2 separate regions of the Mus musculus genome follow, and region 1 is linked to region 2. A link is a contact called in public promoter capture Hi-C data. All regions are on one chromosome and are shown on one strand. The core of a region is the stretch at or near the end of the contact, and the rest is flanking DNA. Distances in the headings are between cores, read along the strand shown.

Region 1 (3,108 bases), core at 338-2,837, 820 kb after region 2:
GATCCTTCAGATTATTTAGCTAATGAGCAAAGGCTGCCACGACCTCCACTTTCGACAATTTCACACACATTGATTGTATTTTTAATTGCATTCAGCTCTTTTCTTCCCCTTGCAGCTTTTGATGCAAAGGAAATTTTGTAGAAAGACAGAAAGCTCGTTATTTAAAGGAGTGAGGTGATGGTGTCTAATCTGCGGCACGAAGATTAATTTTATAGTATCGGGTGTAACAACCACCAGAGTAACTCAAACAGTGTAACCAGATGATGCAGAGTCTTAAACCAGAGGTCCCAAAATGGCAGATGGACTGTTCATGGAGAATCATTCCTTGTGATTCATTGTGTGCCCTTCCTCTTATCTCATATTCATGAAGCAGAGCTCTGCATCCTGCTGTGGCCAGTCATCTTGTCTAATGAGAAGCTGCCCCTGCCCCAACCCAGGACACACACACAATTCTATCTCTTCAGATGTTTGGATACTTCAAAATACCCTCTTATTCTCCTATTAGAGGCAACAGGAAGGTTGGTTGTTCTGGGAGTGCCTTACCCAATGAATGCCCTGCAGGAGACCAGCAAGGCAGTGTTGCTGCAGAGCCAAATCTTCTGTCATAGGACAGTGTTTTATAGAAAGAACAAAGTTTAAGAAATAGAATGAAGTTGATCTTTTCTTTGGAACAAAATCAATCTCTCTCTCTCTCTCTCTCTCTCTCTCTCTCTCTCTCTCTCTCTCTCTCTCCCTCCTTCCCTCCCTCCCTCCCCCCCCCCCAATCTTCCCTGCTTTCCCATCTCTTTCTTGGCTGAACTTTTACAGTTGGGAGGAAGTGTTGAGTAAGCTTCTGATGTAAAAACTGGCACAAGGTTAAAGGCCTTACAGAATAAGCAAGTCTATCAAACGCTGTCTGGCAAATGAAAGTATGAATGTCAGCTCAGGTGGGGCATATGAAGTAGGTTTTTGTGTCATGGTATGATGGCTAGTTTTCTCAGGACAGAGCCTCCTGAAGATGTTATTGCTGGTGCACGGACTCCTATGCTTAAAACTATAACCTTTGCATTCCCAGGCCATTAAAACCCACTTTCCCTCAGTGCCCCAGTATCTGACCTGAGGAAGCTAGCTGGTTCTAGCAGTAAGAGCAGAGAAGGAAACAGTTAACGAGGAGTGCTTTGGCAATGAACTTCTTGCACACATCACTCACACATATAGAAATTATTCATGGCGATTGGGGGATGCTTGGCCTGTGACAGGACCATCAGGTTTTTAACAGACAAAGCCTGTTGGAATGTTCCAGGGTTTGTCATTTTCTCAATTCTGTCTCTTTAGCACAATTCTGGGTTTGCTTCAGGACTTTGTGGGAACTCAGATCCTCCAGACCTTACACTCAGATGTGGGAGGATTTTTTACATGTTTGGTTCTCTTTGTTTGGTCTTCCAGACAAGCCAGGCACCACTCGGTGGGACACAGGGTTAGTAGCACTGTGGCCTGATGACTAAGGCAATGAAATAAGTTTTGGTGTTGGCACAGTACCACACAACAAATCCCATAGTGTCAGCCACTTTGGCCAGATGGATTGCTCAAGCTTTTGGATGCATCATTCTCAAGTACACATAATCACTGCAGGCCCAGTTCATGGAAAAAGGACCCGGTGTTTGTGTGGGTGTTGCTTCCTGCTACTTCCTTTGGGCAACCAATCCCAAAATCAGAGCCTATAATCAATATTGTCCTGGTTTCCTCTTTTAGGGGCTTAGCAATGTTTACATATTAGAAATTGGTTGCATGCAGATAAAATGATATTATTTCCAAATATCTCAGATTTTTTTTTGAGACTTGGGCTTGGTTTCAAGTAGGCTGTACCATTGCCTTTTAAAGTACATTCTGTACTCAAAACATCAGGTTCCAGACTTTTACTTTCCAAGTCAGCTAAGGCATTTTACTGCATTTATTTTAAAAAGTAACTTGCCTGCCCAAGAAAGACAAATTTATCGAAAAGTAAATTAAGCCTCGTCAAAAGCCATTTAAACCAAATATTCTATTCACTTATGTTGACAGATCAACAAGAAATTAAAATTTTCCCTTCAATCAATATTTACCACACACAGGGAACTTAATGAGCTAGAGAGCCAGCGTGATGTGGGGCCCCTCTTCAAGGAACTCAGTCTAGTCGAAGATGCAAAGCTGGTGTTCTTGACTGATTGTCAACAAGGACCCTGGATAAGTAATCAGGTGCGATTGGTGCAGGGCAGCTTGTTGCTGTCATAGATGCTTAGGGAGAAGGAAACTAGAAAAAAGAGAAAAAGACAAGCAAGTCTTAGAGAAGGGTAGAAAATACAGACTTTTGAAGTCCTGTTGGATTTAAAACATCTCAGAAGAAGAGTTTCCATGTAAGGAAAATATTAAAGCGATGAGAATATGGTAGAGCTGTATGCCAAGACCAGACCAACACAGGTGGGGGTTCAGACTGGAGTCATGGAGGTTTGGACTGGTAAGAAACGACAGCAAAATGTGCGGATGAGAGTCAGGGTTGAAGGGGTGATGTGCCAGAAACCGCAGAGACATTTTGATGAAGTTAGATCCCAGCATGCTTCAACTGGGTAAGAAATCAGGTCTTGTGTCATGATGCAAAAACAAGCAGGAAGCCTTAGACAATCTTGCTACGAGCAAATTGGAAAAGGGGAGAGATGCCACTTTTCAACTGCCATGGAGAAAGACCAGAGAGCGGGTGTAAGCAGTAAAGGAGCAGGCAGGTCATTGGTTACAGATCATAGGTCTCTAAGCCCAGACGTCGTGCCCATTATGACCAGAGAATGAATCCACACTACATGGGATTGAGGAAATATGGATGTTATTATCAGAGAGGAGACTAGATGCTATTCTACTTAGACATGTTTGAATTTTAGATAAAAGGAGGAAATATAAATGATAGTATCTCTTAAGCAATCAGAAGGAAACCCAGGTGAGGGACCCTAAGGAATAACTATCTAAAACCTGTGACTCTGACACCATAACCATGCTGAGCTCTCCATGGAAGACAGTCTGTAAAGAGAACATAAGTATAGGCCAGAGCTGTGTTGATGATAACGATTAAATCCAAGAATAACCCTGGATCCACATGGGAGA
Region 2 (3,614 bases), core at 593-3,092:
CTGTTCTGCAGGCTCAGGAACTTGGCGTCCTTTCTGTAGTCACTAGGGGTTGGGGTAGATGGAAATATGGTTAGATTTTTGTTGATATAATTCTGGGTCCAAGCCAGAGGGCTTGCACAGAGGCAGAGTGGGAGCAAACATTCTGGGGCAGCAGTAGAGGTCTCTCTGTCTAGAAGGTTGTACTTGAAACGCTCTGTGCTTGGCAGCCTCTGACTTAGTCTGTCCCGGTTCCTGCCCTGGAAGGACAGGTCTTCAGAAGCACGTGACAGCCAAGTGGGAGGCTAGCCCAGAAGCACACCTCCTGCTAAGGATTCATACAGAAGATTGGGTTGCAAAGGTGAAGAGTCCATAGCATTGGGAAGGGGGTGGGGCAGTGAAAGGAGCATGCGCAAGAATCTTCAGTAAGCAGCATCTGTAGCAGTGGAAAAACAGGAGTCGGACTAAAATTTGCGTCATTCGGCGTATGGTTAACCCTAAAGACCATCATTCATTCATTCATTCATTCATTCACCATCAAGTTTGATTCTGGGCATACAACAGCCAGATCATGGAAACTGGCGGGACAAGATGTTCAATCTGAGTTTTAAAGGACAAAGGCAAGCTGCTGACTAACGATACACACAGCTCGGCATCATGCATGCAAAAATAAGCCAGAGGCAACCCCAAGACCATATCCGTGTGTCTCTATTAAATGCAGGTGGGTGCAAAGAGAAAGCGCTGGAGTCGTGCGTAGGAGGCGCTGGAGGTGTAGAGCTTGTTTTATACCTTCTTTCTACTTCTGCGCTGTTGGGCTCCTTTATGGGGACTAGGTTTTCATGGATCATCTGTATAGTTTTACACATTTTTGAATGGTGTCAAGTTTCTGTGACTAGCAGAGAGTCCCGGAGTGCCCTGAGTATTCCATTTTCTCCCTTTGAACACAACTGTCAGGTGCAGGCTCTTCATTGTCACCTCTACACAGGAGATATGACAGGCCATGCTGAGTGTCCCCAGAGGAAGAGCCCAATATGAGTCTGGATTGTTTATTTTTAAGGTTAAGTGTAATCTGAGTCAGTCAATTGAGCTAGACTGCAGAGTTGGGTTCCCGGGTAGCCTTGCCTGTCTGGGAGGGGCCGGCCCCCTTCTGTGAGTATTCTCTTGTGGGTGAGCCAGCAGCCTATACTGCCTGCCAGGATTGCTATAACCAGGACCGATGTAGCCATTTTGGCAAGCAAGGGCTGACACAATAGAAAGCCACTGTGTTCTGGAGGCTGCAAGTTCTAGATCAAAGAGTCAACAATGTTGGTTCCTTCCCTGGTCTCACGCCCTAACCTGCTCACAACCACAGGAGTCCCTCCACCCTCCTAAGCTAATATGTGTGTGTGTCTAAAGTACCTTGTCTCTTCTTGTAGAGCATCTGTTTAGGGTGAAGGTATGTCCCCAAGGACCTGATTTGAAAGGTCTTTTTCTCCAAATACTGTGACACCCGGAGGTATTGGTGCTAACCACTTCAGTACAGAAATCTGGGTGGATGGCATCTTGCTCCTAACAGAGTCTCTAAAAAGGTTTGTCTGGTTTGGTGCCCTACTTGGCTCTTGCCACCCTGGGCCCTGGTTAACTTTCCCTGTACAGGCACACAGGAACAAAGGCATCAGAGAATACACTAAAAGTAAAAGAGGCATAATTGCATCGGTGGCTTGCCAGCCACACCAAGCAAATGAAAATCCCCAAGGGGACCTGGAGCCACATGATTTCCTGATAGATAACGCCACGAGGGAGGAGCACGCTGCGTGCCCTTCTCACCCGGTAGCCTGCCTGCCAGGCTGCTCGGCAAACACCTGACGACTGTTTTTTCATTTTAGCTCATGCCTGTGCTGTTCTGCCAGGAGGAAGCTTGGGGCAGGAGCCGGGCCAAGCAACAGCTGGCACAATATGGAGCATCGGAGCAAGATGGAATTTTTCCAGAAACTGGGCTACAGCCAGGAGGACGTGGTCAGGGTGCTGGGCAAACTGGGTGACAGTGCCTTGGTCAATGACGTGCTTCAAGAGTTGATCCAGACCGGCAGTCGCCCAAGGGCCCAGGAGGATCCAGCCAGTGGCACCGGGGTAGTGCTGATTCCCCGGGGATGCTGCGGGGTCCAAGACTCTGCCCAGCAGGGCCTGGGACCAGGCCTAGAAGAGGCTGGCGGAGATCCAGCCCGCTTCCTGCGGCCCATAGTGATCGATGGCAGCAATGTGGCTATGAGGTAGCATCTTTGGTTTCCTTCATCTTATTACTGAGCGCTGGGGCCAGAGACCTTGTTATCAGGAGTCCTGGGAAACATTTCCTCTCTGTGGTTTGGTTCAAAGAGTTTTAGGACTGATGGATGAATTTTTAAAAACTATTCTACAAATCAATAGGTTTCCTAATGGCATAGTCATACATGTATGTCACATGCTTGGCCCACACTTTCTACTACCCCTCTTGTCTCTTCTCCTTTCTTCCCACTGGTCCCCTCCCTCCTCAACAAATAGTCCCCTTATCCTTCCCTGCTATATATATATATATACACACACACACACACACACACACACACACACACACACACACAATATATAAAGTGAGATTCCATATATATGCCATCTCCGACTTTCTGAGTCTGGCTTCTATTGATTAAGATGAATCTTAAGTATTATTGTTTTCCTGCAAACGACATAATCATCATTTTTTAAAATGTATATGCCATTGTGTATACACATTACATTTCTTTTAGTCTCCAGACTAAAAAGACCCTTTAATTATTTATTAAAATCCATACATCTCTGCAGAGAAGCAATAGTAATTGTGCACATATATGGCATAATACGTATCATTGTAAGCCATTCATGGCTTTGAAAGTAGATGGGCCCCAGATCCAGGCCTGCAGGAAAAACTAAAAAGTAGATTCCCATCAGTTCTGCAGATACCTGGATTTTAACCCAAAAACTCCTCTCAGGCTTCAGAAACAAAAGCTGCTCCAGAAACAAAAGCACACTAAGACGTGGTATTGTGAGCCATCAAATGACAGCAGGTGTTAGCCTGCAGGGACCATCTGGAAGGTAACTTTCCAGTAGTTGCAGGGGGGAGGGGGTCGTAGTGAGGAACAGCTACCCAAAGTCAGGCTACTGTTCTCTATGAGCAAAGGCATGGGTATCTGGACTGACTCTATGACCCACATACCGTGAGGAGGGTTTTGGCAGAGATGGGTGTGAAAGCTGATGCTGTGCTTGGTTTAGGTTCTTCTGGGTATACATACCAGAGGCAGTACAGCTAGAGCAAATGCTAGCTCTCATTTTACTTTGTTGGGTTCCTTCTCTCTCTCTCTCTCTCTCTCTCTCTCTCTCTCTCTCTCTCTCTCTCTCCCTCTCCCTCTCTCTCTCTCTCTCCTTTCTTTCTCCTAGATCAGACTTTCAAACCCTGTTCTGTATCTTGGTAGCTGTGTGAACCAGGCAAATTGCTCTCTGGTTCTGTGATGTGGAATCAACCCTTCCTAGTAGGGAGCTAGGAAAAGTGCCTGTTGTAGCCTGCTCAGCAAGTTGATGCTAACCATGCTCACAAGAGGAGCAGCTTTCTTCAGAAGGAACGAAGCAAGTGACAGACAGGAGCCCAGGGTTAG

The links. Promoter capture Hi-C pulls out the DNA fragments that hold promoters and counts their contacts.
Region 1: a contact with region 2 is called in a promoter capture Hi-C map of liver, with 3 times the contacts expected there. The contact joins two enhancer-like sites. A contact is called at or near these places in 10 of 39 promoter capture datasets (the 3T3-L1 cell line, cranial neural crest, embryonic stem cells and 6 more).

Annotation. Positions count from the first base shown.
Region 1 is chr10:8,656,909-8,660,016 of GRCm38.p6, forward strand. No RefSeq gene overlaps it. Among named protein-coding and RNA genes, the nearest start is that of Gm24374, 16 kb to the left of the region's middle. Within about 2 kb of position 1,588, at least 24 of the 459 cell types and tissues checked have an H3K27ac peak or open chromatin away from gene starts, as enhancers often do. A contact at or near this core is called in liver, where this site is marked.
Region 2 is chr10:7,837,924-7,841,537 of GRCm38.p6, forward strand. Zc3h12d (zinc finger CCCH type containing 12D) reads left to right here. Exons shown (of 6, transcript NM_172785.3): 2 at 1,842-2,225. The coding sequence starts at 1,912. Among named protein-coding and RNA genes, the nearest start is that of Mir5104, 3.4 kb to the left of the region's middle. Within about 2 kb of position 1,843, at least 66 of the 459 cell types and tissues checked have an H3K27ac peak or open chromatin away from gene starts, as enhancers often do. A contact at or near this core is called in liver, where this site is marked.